2 separate regions of the Arachis hypogaea genome follow, and region 2 is linked to region 1. The links are chromatin contacts, called in public Hi-C maps. All regions are on one chromosome and are shown on one strand. The core of a region is the stretch at or near the end of the contact, and the rest is flanking DNA. Distances in the headings are between cores, read along the strand shown. Region 1 holds the start of LOC112728095 (GTP-binding protein BRASSINAZOLE INSENSITIVE PALE GREEN 2, chloroplastic-like). Region 2 has its middle 8.2 kb from the start of LOC140177359.

The links. Hi-C and Micro-C count contacts between places; a contact is called where the count stands out from the background.
Region 2: a Hi-C map of leaf shows a contact between it and region 1, with 4 times the contacts expected there. The contact joins the enhancer-like site here to the promoter of LOC112728095 in region 1. A contact is called at or near these places in 3 of 8 Hi-C or Micro-C datasets (all in leaf).

Annotation. Positions count from the first base shown.
Region 1 is chr12:106,830,100-106,835,353 of arahy.Tifrunner.gnm2.J5K5, reverse strand. LOC112728095 (GTP-binding protein BRASSINAZOLE INSENSITIVE PALE GREEN 2, chloroplastic-like) reads right to left here and starts at 1,506. Exons shown (of 4, transcript XM_029290820.2): 1 at 778-1,506; 2 at 491-591; 3 at 56-224. The coding sequence starts at 115. It overlaps LOC112731922 (U6 spliceosomal RNA), which reads right to left and starts at 1,125; the gene lies at 1,023-1,125.
Region 2 is chr12:106,924,395-106,930,261 of arahy.Tifrunner.gnm2.J5K5, reverse strand. No RefSeq gene overlaps it. Among protein-coding and RNA genes, the nearest start is that of LOC140177359, 8.2 kb to the left of the region's middle. Within about 2 kb of position 2,776, at least 1 of the 3 cell types and tissues checked has open chromatin away from gene starts, as enhancers often do.

The sequences.
Region 1 (5,254 bases), core at 257-2,756:
AAATGATTTATATAGTCATGTTTAGATTTGTGGAAAAAAAAAAGAAAATGCTTACCTGCAACCTGACACCAACATGATTACCCCAAACCTCTTCAGCATTTTCTACTTTTCCCATGTGAAGAGAAACATTTTGGTGATGCCCAAACTGTTACATATATTGTTTCAATAGAGGCTTTAATAAAGTCAATTCTTGTCAAGCCACCAATGTGCACTGCCTGCCCTACCTGTAAGTTAAAACCAGTATGTAAAGTTCCAAACCACATCTTTATTTCTGAAATTTACATACCGACACCAAAGAAATTGCTATCTCGATTTATTAACTGGAGTTTCCATTTATTAGGGGAAATAAAGAAAACAAAACTATTGTCCATTTCTGATAGCCCTTAATGGATAAACAATGTGCATAAAGGATACATATAATCTACATAATAAAAAAGGCTTAATGACAACTTAGAGAGAAGCAATAGCAGTAAGCCATTAAATAACTTGCCTTGATTCTATATGATCGAGGCCGAAGTTCCTTTCGTATCTCAACCATCTTTTGCTCTTCCCTGTTCAATCTCATCGACATTAAATAGGGATGCAGGAGCCCTGGAGTGTCAAACATCTTAGTCTTAGCTGACAAAAAATTGTATTCAAGTTCTATGTTTTGGATTCTTGACGAACCCTAAACTTATTCCTATGATTATCAAACTACATAGTCACAATGAAAAAGCTTTAATTCATGGATGATTTGGAAGTTCTAAATTGCAATTGCCTAGATCTTGTTTTTCATACTTGTTTAACTTTGAACAGGGAGAACCACAAAGGAAGCAGGACACATTTACAATCCTTGAATCTGGCATGCTAGTTGATTTTCATCGCCGATGACAAATACAACAAATTTTTAAGATCCGTATGTCCGCAAATTTTTAAGATCCGTATCGCCGATAGCCCCAAAAAGAGGACAAATATCCATTGAAGAAGGATGAAAATTGCAAAGAGGAGGTGAAGAAATCAGAAATCCGCGGAAGAATAGCGAAAAAAATTTGGACCATTTCTCGATTTGTGCGTGTCATCCTTGCGCAGGGGCCATGCTAGTCTTCTCTGTATCGTTCCAATTTTATCAGATGTCCCCGAAGGGACAAGCCTTTGGTTGCACCTCTCGTATATAACACACGTGTTTCTTAAATCTTCAGCCGATGTGAGACTTCTTTGCCATTGAAACCAGATGAAGAATAGTGGAATACCAACAAGTTCTCACTTCTCAGTTCTCACCCTCGCTTGATGGAAAATGAAGGAGAAGAAACATTTTTTTTTATTGTTTTCTTTGGCGGTGTGGCTAAATGGTCATTAACGAGGAACTTCTGGCTTCAACGTGCATAGATCATAGGCCTTTTAGCCTTTTCAGACTCTTCTCTTGTCTAGGCCTGCCATGACTTGACTTGACATATCACTATTCACACCTCATGGATTATTCATTACTATTTACTAGTAATATTTACTTATGCTTCTTTTATTCTTCCTGCTCTCAATTTGTATGAATAAACAAGATAAATAAGTAACAATAGTGATTAATCACTTTGCAATGTTTACGCGACTAGTCATGACATGACATGCTCTTTATGGAAGTCTCTTCATTTGCAGGAGTGACAACACAAATTCTCACCCCTTGATTAAAGGACCAAATACCACAATCACTAGTTTTACTGTTACATTAACCTGACTATAGTAAGTTGAAAATAACATTCATAGTGTCATTAGACTCTCTACATTCTAGTTACGAAAAAAAAAAAAGACTCATTACATTCTACTTTCACTTGGTTTATTATTTGTTTCACTTCCCAAGTAGAGTGAAATTGCATGGTAGGGTTGTTGGTATGCACATTGCTTGGACCGCCACAAGCCCACAACCAAAAGCCCAAGAAGAATTAAGAAAAAAAGGTCCAATCGGAGTCGAACCCAGGTCGCTGGATTGAAAGTCCAGAGTGCTAACCACTACATGGAACCAAGTTTGACCTGCTCGTTTACTTTTTGGGTTCTTTTTCAAAACTTTACCAGGAACTTTCATGAATTTTATGCTGCTAATAATTGGATATCCACATTTGTTTAAAAAATTTTGAAGTTATTTATTGGAAAGACTTCATAAACAACACTCAAATCCGACTAGAGAAATTTTAGTGACATACATGTAAAGAAGAAAAGCGAAATTAGGTTTTGCTCTGTCTCATTATTCGAAATATCAGTATTTTTTTGTCTGAAATATTTACTATCAAAGTTTTATCAATGTTTAATATGAAGAAAATAATTATTGTGTATTTTAATCATAATTTTAGTTTTAATGACATTTAAAAATGATTAATCACGTATAGTACAATCCTTTTATTGACTTGTATAATACTATTTATTATTAAAATTTTCTTGTTCTTATGTATGTGTGGTTTCGTTTTGCATTTGTCCATAAGCTTCTCAAAATCTATAAGGCACCCGAATACACGTAAATCATCCACGGACAGACCCAACTGGTATGCTACACCGTGCAGCGTGATAGTACACTTTTCAAAAAAAGCATATGAAAGGTATGCATCTCAGAACGCTACCTATTAATGAAAACGCTGACTAAAGACTCGTCCAACCAGAATCACTTGGCGTTGAGTTTCGCCAGGTGGTACAAATCAGCCCTCTCTAAATAGGGTACGATCCTGTCATGCAGAGGCATGTTCTGTTGCCTCCGGACACTATAAATACACCCAATCGGCTGGAGCATGTGACAGAAGAAACCAAACATATAAAAAATTCAACACTAATTTAAAGTAATCTAACACAAAAAATACAATATTAAAATTTAAACAGGTAACATACAGTTCCTATTTTCTAATCACAAAATTCAATGAAAGGCATAAACGATTCAAGACATTAATCTAAATTTAAATACCTAAATCACAATCATTGGAAAAATATTATATGAAATACATTAACTAAAAATAACCAAACTAACATCTTCGTTTATGCTGCCAGCAACGTGAGCAATGCCGTTGAACCTCTAAAGACTGGGTGCCTCTGCCATCTCAACTCAACTAACCTACACTTTTCTCTCTTTTTCTCTCTCTAGAAAATCTCTCCTTCTCTCTCTAAAAAACCTTACAACCACCACAAATGTAATCCGCGAAACCCCTAAACCGTATTTATACTAACGCATAAACCGTTAGACTTCTGTCGCGGTTTATGCAGTCTCGTCATTCACACATAAACCGAGACACCCCTGTCACAGATCATGCTTATTTTTCCTAGAACGTAATTTGCGACACCCCTTAGTGGATTACGTGTATTCGTAAACTGCGGGATCCCTCTCGCGTTTACATAGATTATGAAAAAATGCATTTTGGTATCTATTTTACATTTTGTATAATCTAGTAATATTGGATGCCAGTTTATTTATTATGGTAAATTGCCTTAATTTACATCCTCAAAAAACGCAGTCGTTTCCATGAAACGAAACCTTTCATATGTTTTTGTTTTTAATTTAGAATTTATGTTGATCTTAAAATACATAATTGTATTGTTCCAAAAAATAAAATACACAATTGTAAAATTTTTTACTGTACAAAACTTGACTAGAATTACAATCCAACCGAATATACTTAGAAATTTAAGTGAGATATATCTCTTAGATTTCTTATAATTGTTTTGGCCATTTGTATTTGCTTGAATATCGAATTCAGTTAGGTAATTAACACTCAACGTTTCAACTACTAGCCAATTTATTATTAATTAGTGATCCTAATTTTTTAAATTATTATTAATTAGTAATTATTTAAATTTTATCTTTTAAAAAACACAACATCAATTATTATTAATTATAGTTGTTTAAAGTTGGTTGGTTAAAAATTATTTATCTATACATTTTCTAGAAAGAGAGAGAAAGCCCCTTTGTGAAACAGGAATTATCAATTGAAAAGTTGATATGATTAAAATTAATTATATAATTAACGCTTACCAAAAGGGCTTTGAAGCATGGATGCACTCATTTAGATCATTAAAACATAGGCTTTTTATGTTCATACATGGTCCTTAAGTAGTGTGATAAAATAAACTAGCTTTATAACACAAGGAAGTACAATTGAATATAATCAAAGTATAGAAGCTTATTGTTATCATTAAAAACAGCATAAATACAACTCAATACAGGTGTGCAGAACCAAATTGCACGATGAAAAAAAAAAGTTGGGAGAAACTTGGATGGAAAAATCATTGACATTATGTACAAGGGAAATCACAACCATCCCAAGTCTTATAAGCCTGTCGGAAGTGCAAATTTTTCATTAGTTAATGAACTTTATGCATCATCATACACCAACTCGGGGAATTTGAATCAACAATCTGTTTGAGGAGGTGTTGAAAATCAACTTGGAGCACACACCAGCAAAAGATTGTAAGCTCAATAGTATATATTCACTCTAGTGCCCCATTTGCATTGTTAAAATTAAATTAAATTGTGATTATTAAAATAGTTTGTCTTGATTTCAAGTCTTCTAAAAAAGAAAAAGAAAATGATTTCGAATTTTACAAAAGACAAATACAGAATGTGGTGTATAGGATCATATAACTTGTACAGCTATTTGTTTAATCCGAGTGGGGGCAAAGCTATAAAGGAACCCAGAGTTGTAGTTCAAACTACAACTGAAATTGACGTTCTTGAAATATGGCCAGAAAGTTGTCAAGGGAAACCCAAACACAAGGTAAATTACTTGCAATCAATCGTATTAGACCTGTGCTGGATTAAGGGCCATTCGAGAACTATACTATACAAGAGCCAAAATGAGTGTTTTTGAACCGCCTTGTTTTTAATTGGGATAAACTACAATGAACAAACTATGCCACAAAGGGTACTAGTAGTTCAATAATTACGTTTATCCTCTATTTGTTCTTCACACAAAGTTTTGCTCTTTCCAAGTCGCTTTCAGCCATTTGAAACAAATGACAGATCAGTTTTAATAACACATCATTTTGGAAGACCTAAGAGGCAACATAACTTACCCAAATACAAGACCAATTATTCATTTCCCTAAACAGATACACACCTACACTCGGCAATGGCTAATCTCATGTGTTGTTCACTTCATGAAGCAACAATGCTGTTCGGTGTTATCCCCATCATTATACAGAACATATCTTCTCTGAGCCCAAGTTATTTCAGACTAGAGGACTAAACACGTCGTTCAATTTTAAGATTTTCTGAATTTCGTAAACGTAAAATTAGTCTCACATCGGCAGG
Region 2 (5,867 bases), core at 1,527-4,026, 94 kb before region 1:
CTATGTGACCAAGGTAGTCTACTTGAGACTGCCCAAAAAGACACTTAGACCGCTTAGCAAAGAGCCTGTTCTGAGACAGGATGGCTAAAGTAAGCCCCAAATGGGTGAGATGCTCGTCCCACGTCTTGCTGTAGATGAGAATGTCATCAAGGAAAACAACAATGAACTTTCTCAGGTAGGGTCTGAATACCTTATTCATAGTGGCCTGAAATGTGGAGGGAGCATTCGTGAGACCAAAGGGCATCACCACAAACTCATAGTGCCCTTGGTGAGTTCTGAAGGCTATCATGGGAATCGCACTCTCATTCATGCGAATTTGATGATATCCCGACCGTAAATCGATCTTGGAAAAATATTCTGCCCCAAAAAGTTCATCCAATATCTCATCAATGGTTGGAATAGGGAATTTGTCCTTGACAGTAATAGCATTTAGAGCCCTATAATCCACACAAAACCGCCAGCTTCCGTCCTTCTTCTTAACCAACAACACGGGACTAGAAAAAGCGCTTTGACTTTCCCGAATAATGCCTGCTTCAATCATCTCAGACACTAATCTCTCCATCTCTTCCTTCTGAAAATGAGGATATTTATAGGGTCGTATACTCACAGGCTGTGACCCTGGAATGAGGTTGATATTATGGTCCACATCACGGTGGGGTGGCAGTTGGGTAGGTTCTTCAAACACTTCCTGATGCTCCTCTAGAACCCGCTGCACTTCCATGGGGATAGTGGCTTCCGATACCTTCTCCTCATCCACCATCTTCAAGTGGTACATAGTGGTTACCACCTCAGATGTCACCATCCTTCGTAGCATCTTGTTACTAATCGCCTCAGACTGAAGCAGCCTGTTTCCTTGTAATTTGATAGGTAAATTATTCACAACAAATTCCATAGTGAGTAGACCATAATGTGTTGTTACATAGCCCAAGCACATGAGCCATTGTACTCCCAAAACTATATCAGCACCCTGTAAATCTAGCATGAAAGTGCTGATGGTAAACTGATACCCTTGCATTACCAGGGGTACATTTTCACACACTGCCTTACAACCAATGACATCACCATTTCCAACCAGTACTTGCAGTGGTGTGGTTTGTTGAATTGGGAAATCCAGTTTTTCAGCAACATTGGCTTTCACAAAATTATGCGAACTGCCTCCATCAATCAGGACCATAACTTCGTGTCCCTTGTAACTTCCTTTCAGCCTAAATGTTGTTGGTTGGTATTGACCAACCATGGCATTAAAACTGATTTCTGGTTGTGCAGGACCAACCACTACAGGTTGCTCCTCATTTGTAATTTGGATCACAGCAGGTTCAGGCTCCTTCAGAATTTCCTGCATTTCCTCATCTCCTATCAATAGATAGCAGGATGTCTTGCACCGATGTCCAGGTGACCACTTCTCGTCACAATAATAACACAATCCCTTTTCCCTCTTCATTTTAATTTCAGCAGCTGATAGTTTCTTAAATGGTGGGGTAGAATTCAAATTTTTTTTGTTGTTGGTGTTGGGTGAATTGAGTGGGACAGGAACAAATTGGGGTTGAGAAGTGTTGTTTGGGTTTCTGGTGGGTGGAGGGTTGGTGTTTGGGCTGTTATGGCGGCTGTTTGGGTGAGGTAGGCTTGTGAATTTGGGGTGGGGACTGTTGTTTTTCTGCTCATAGAGCTTGGCTAAGGATACTGCTGTCACATATGAGGTAGGTTTGGCTAGGAGTAGCTCACATTTTAAGTAATCTTGCAAACCACCCACAAATAGAGAGATTACCCATTCCTCACTTAGTCCCGTCACCTGATTGGTGAGCTCCTCAAATTGGCTTTGGTACTCAGCCACAGTATTCACCTGTTTTAACTCCTTGAGTGCTGCTTTAGGATCGTAAAATTGATTCTGTCCAAAACGAACTAAGAGAGCTTCTAAAAATGAGTCCCATGTATAACGGATATTGTTATTAACACCCCAACGATACCATGCATAAGCAGGACCAGTTAAATGAAAAGAAATCATACGCACTCTCATGTCCTCCGGTACAGCATACCATTCAAAGTACTCACGGGCTTTGAATACCCATTCTTCTACTCTATCACCATCAAAGATTGGTAGTTCAGCTTTAATACCTCTAGTCATGTGATTATTGTTGCGAACAGATTGCCTGTAAGATGATTGTGCTCCATCCTCCTCATCGGACTCACTGACCACCTTCTTTTTCTTCAGGAATTCTTTCAGCATGCTCCGAATCTCCCGCAGTGACTCTTCCAGCCCATCCATTCGCTCATTCGTGGTGGACTTGGCTGGCAATCTCAACATGACTTCTCTGCAGAGCTGCAAGCTCGTGCTGTGGGTTGAGTTCAGCAGGGATCACCATCCTCTCTCAACGAGAGCACCAATGATAGACTCTACTTGTGACTGTTAATGATATTACAATTGAGTAGTGAAATATAGTAGAATGCACAGTAATGGAATGAAAATTGTATATTATTGAATGTGAAATGATAATGGAAATGAACGAAACAGATACTGCCCCTATTCGAGTGGGGGAGCACTCCAGAAAACGTTTCTTCACACAATACTCCAATTAACTCCGAATCATTCTCAATCCCATATATTTTCTCTTTTCCCGTAACAAACTAACCAACTCAGCACAGGGAAACGTTTCTTTGTTACGCACAGCTCATCCAATAACAAAATCCTTCATCCAGCCTGGAGCTCTCTTGGTTCGCTGCTTTTTGGGTTCTTCCACTTGAGACGGCCCAATACCTTGCGTTGGCTGCCCTTTTGTGTCTTCCTCTGTATTGGGCAACTCCATTTCGGGCTGGTCTTCTTCATTTGGGCCTTAGGAGCTATCAATATGACTCATATTTTCTTTTTATATTTGTCTTATATTTAAATTAATATTAATAACTTTTTTATTTTCTAAGAGTCTAGTAGAGGTGGTTTAAATTTTATTTTTATTGAAAACAATTCTAAGAAAAATATATGCATGAACAAAATTGAATAAGCAACGACTTTTAATTATGGGTAAAGTACTAAATTGGTCCCTTAGGTTTGGGCGTAATTCTGTTTTGGTCCTTAAGGTTTAAAGTATTCTATTTGAATCCAAAAAAGTTTCATTTAGCATCAATTTAGTCCCACAGTGAGGTCAAAATTAAATAATTAACAAAATGTCCTACATAACAACAGTTCAAGAACAAAATCGATAATCTGGAGAACAAGTACAAGCTCCAGAGGCACAAAATCAACCATTAATGTATCAATACATTTATTTATCATTTTCTTTAGTTTTATATAAAATATTTTATTTATATTATAAAAAAATAATAAATAAATGTATTGATGTATCAATGGTTGATTTTATGCCTCTGGAGCTTGTACTTGTTCTCCAGATTATCGATTTTGTTCTTGTACTGTTGTTATGTAGGACATTTTGTTAATTATTTAATTTTGACCTCACTGTGGGACTAAATTGATGCTAAATGAAACTTTTATTCAAATAGAACACTTTAAACCTTAAGGACCAAAACAGAATTACGCCCAAACCTAGGGGACCAATTTAGTACTTTACCCTTTAATTATCTTTGGAGTTTGAGAATAAATAAGTTCTTAGTAATAGACGAAAAATTCTACAATAAAATTTCTATAGGTAGAGTCTCATCATGAGATGAGAATTCATTTAACAGATTTCTATAAATTAAAATTATTTTTTACAAAAGTTTAAGATAATAAAAAACATATAAATTATTATATTTTTAATATAAATCTTTAATTATAAAAATTTTGGTATTATATTGGAATTAAAATAAAATAGGTCTAATTCAATTTTAAAAACTACTAGCTCATAAAATGAAGAATTTCTCATATTTATAAATTTTGTGAAGACATCTTTAATAAAAAAAAAGTAAAATTTATAATATATTATGTTCATACTCAGAAATGATCATTTAGTGCGTAAATATTTGTAAGTAAGTGGTCCAATAATATTAAATTTAATAGACTCTAATTTCATATTATAAAATTATTCCTATCAAAATTTTAAATTACTAAAAAAAGACATATAATTGATTATATCCTTAACTGAAATTTAACATTTTATATGCAAAGAGATAGATTATTACTTTAGGAAAATTTTTAAATATTCATTAAAAACTGACATTCTAATAATTTTAATTAATATATATTATATATATTTTTTATAATTAAAATCAACTATTAATACTATTGCAACATGGACATTTTCAAAAACATTTAAAATTCTCCCAATACTTTATTCTATTTATGCTTCCTTGAATCTGTCAAATCTTGTTCGTACATCTTAATTTTTAAAGTTAATTATACACTTTACTAAATTTGTCTTTCCACAATAATACTACCTGAAAAACGTTGTCATGCATTAAAAGTATTGTTTAATTAGATTCCAAGTCGTTTTTCAATCTTTGCATTTTGCAAATATTGACTGGGACAATAATATTGTTTAATAATATTTCGTACGCCGTTGCCTAAAAAAATATTGTAAAAAAATATAATTAGAAAAATGAAAAAAATTTTTTTGCCTAAAACATTGTTATCTAAAGTTAAAATTGTTGCGCTGATAGATTCATGTTGCCTAATTCAATGATGCTGTTATCTATGTTTCATTTGTTTCCAGTGAAGGTTTTACTAATTTTTTTTATATGAATAATTTTAATATAAAATATGAGAATTTTAAATTATTTTAATATTTTATACTGTTAGGGTTTAGGGTTTAGGGGTATAAAACATCCTTAATGTTTTATGATAAACAAAAATTAACTATAAAAAGATAAAATATCAGTAATGTTTTGTGATAAAAAAATAAAAAATTGACATTTTGTAAAAAAATATAATTTTAATTATGAAAAGACAAATATTATTAACGTTTTAACAAAACGTGATTGACATTTTATAAAAACTCACAAATGCATATATATAACACATAATTTGAGTATTTTTAGAAAATTCACACCTAATAATCTAATATAAAAAAAAGTTCTACAATTTTTTCTTGCAATATTTTATATAATAAATAATGATAAATGCTCTCGTAAAAACAAATTCACATGAAGATGACATTGTAATATAAACCATTAGATCGTTCAGTCAATTATATTCAGTTGAACATGTCAAACGATTTAATGATTTATAATATCATCTTCGTATAAAAGCATATGACTTTTTACGGGAATGACCACTATGGTTTAATATTATTTGTCTTTCGCATCATTATGCAAAGGAGACCTAGACTAAGTAGTAATCACATTGTTTCTTAGTCTAACTATACCAAATTTAAACTCTAGCTTAGACTGAGATAAGATTTAACAGAAATAATTCTGTTAGGTGAACAATATGATATGCGAATAATGTAAATAATAAGCTGTATTTTAAGTCTACTAACTATCTAATTTTATTTTCATCTCAACCCTTTTTTACTTGATTAACCCTAATTAATCCAATCCCCAATTTTAACGCAGCCTCAAAGTGTGAATGTGTGAGTAGTATAATGACAAAAAAAAAAAAACTTTCGGATCATTATCAATCATTAGTTAGTATAGTATAACGAACATGGTTTTAGACAACAACTTCTATGAGTTAAAAAACAAAAAGAATTCTTTGCATTATTATGAGCCCCATGTGCAATGAATTTCCATTCTCTGTTTAAGATTCTATTTTTCTCATTATTGACTTTATCTCTTCATAATTTGGTGAATTGGAGCAATAATAAAAGAGGGAAAAGAATTGAACCAAAAGCATTGGGGAGAAATAAACTAACAAATCTCTTGGCACAAATAGGTCTTAAAATTCAGTTATTCTAAATCAAATTAGGAAAATATTAGACCTAATTTTTTGGGCCAATATTCTA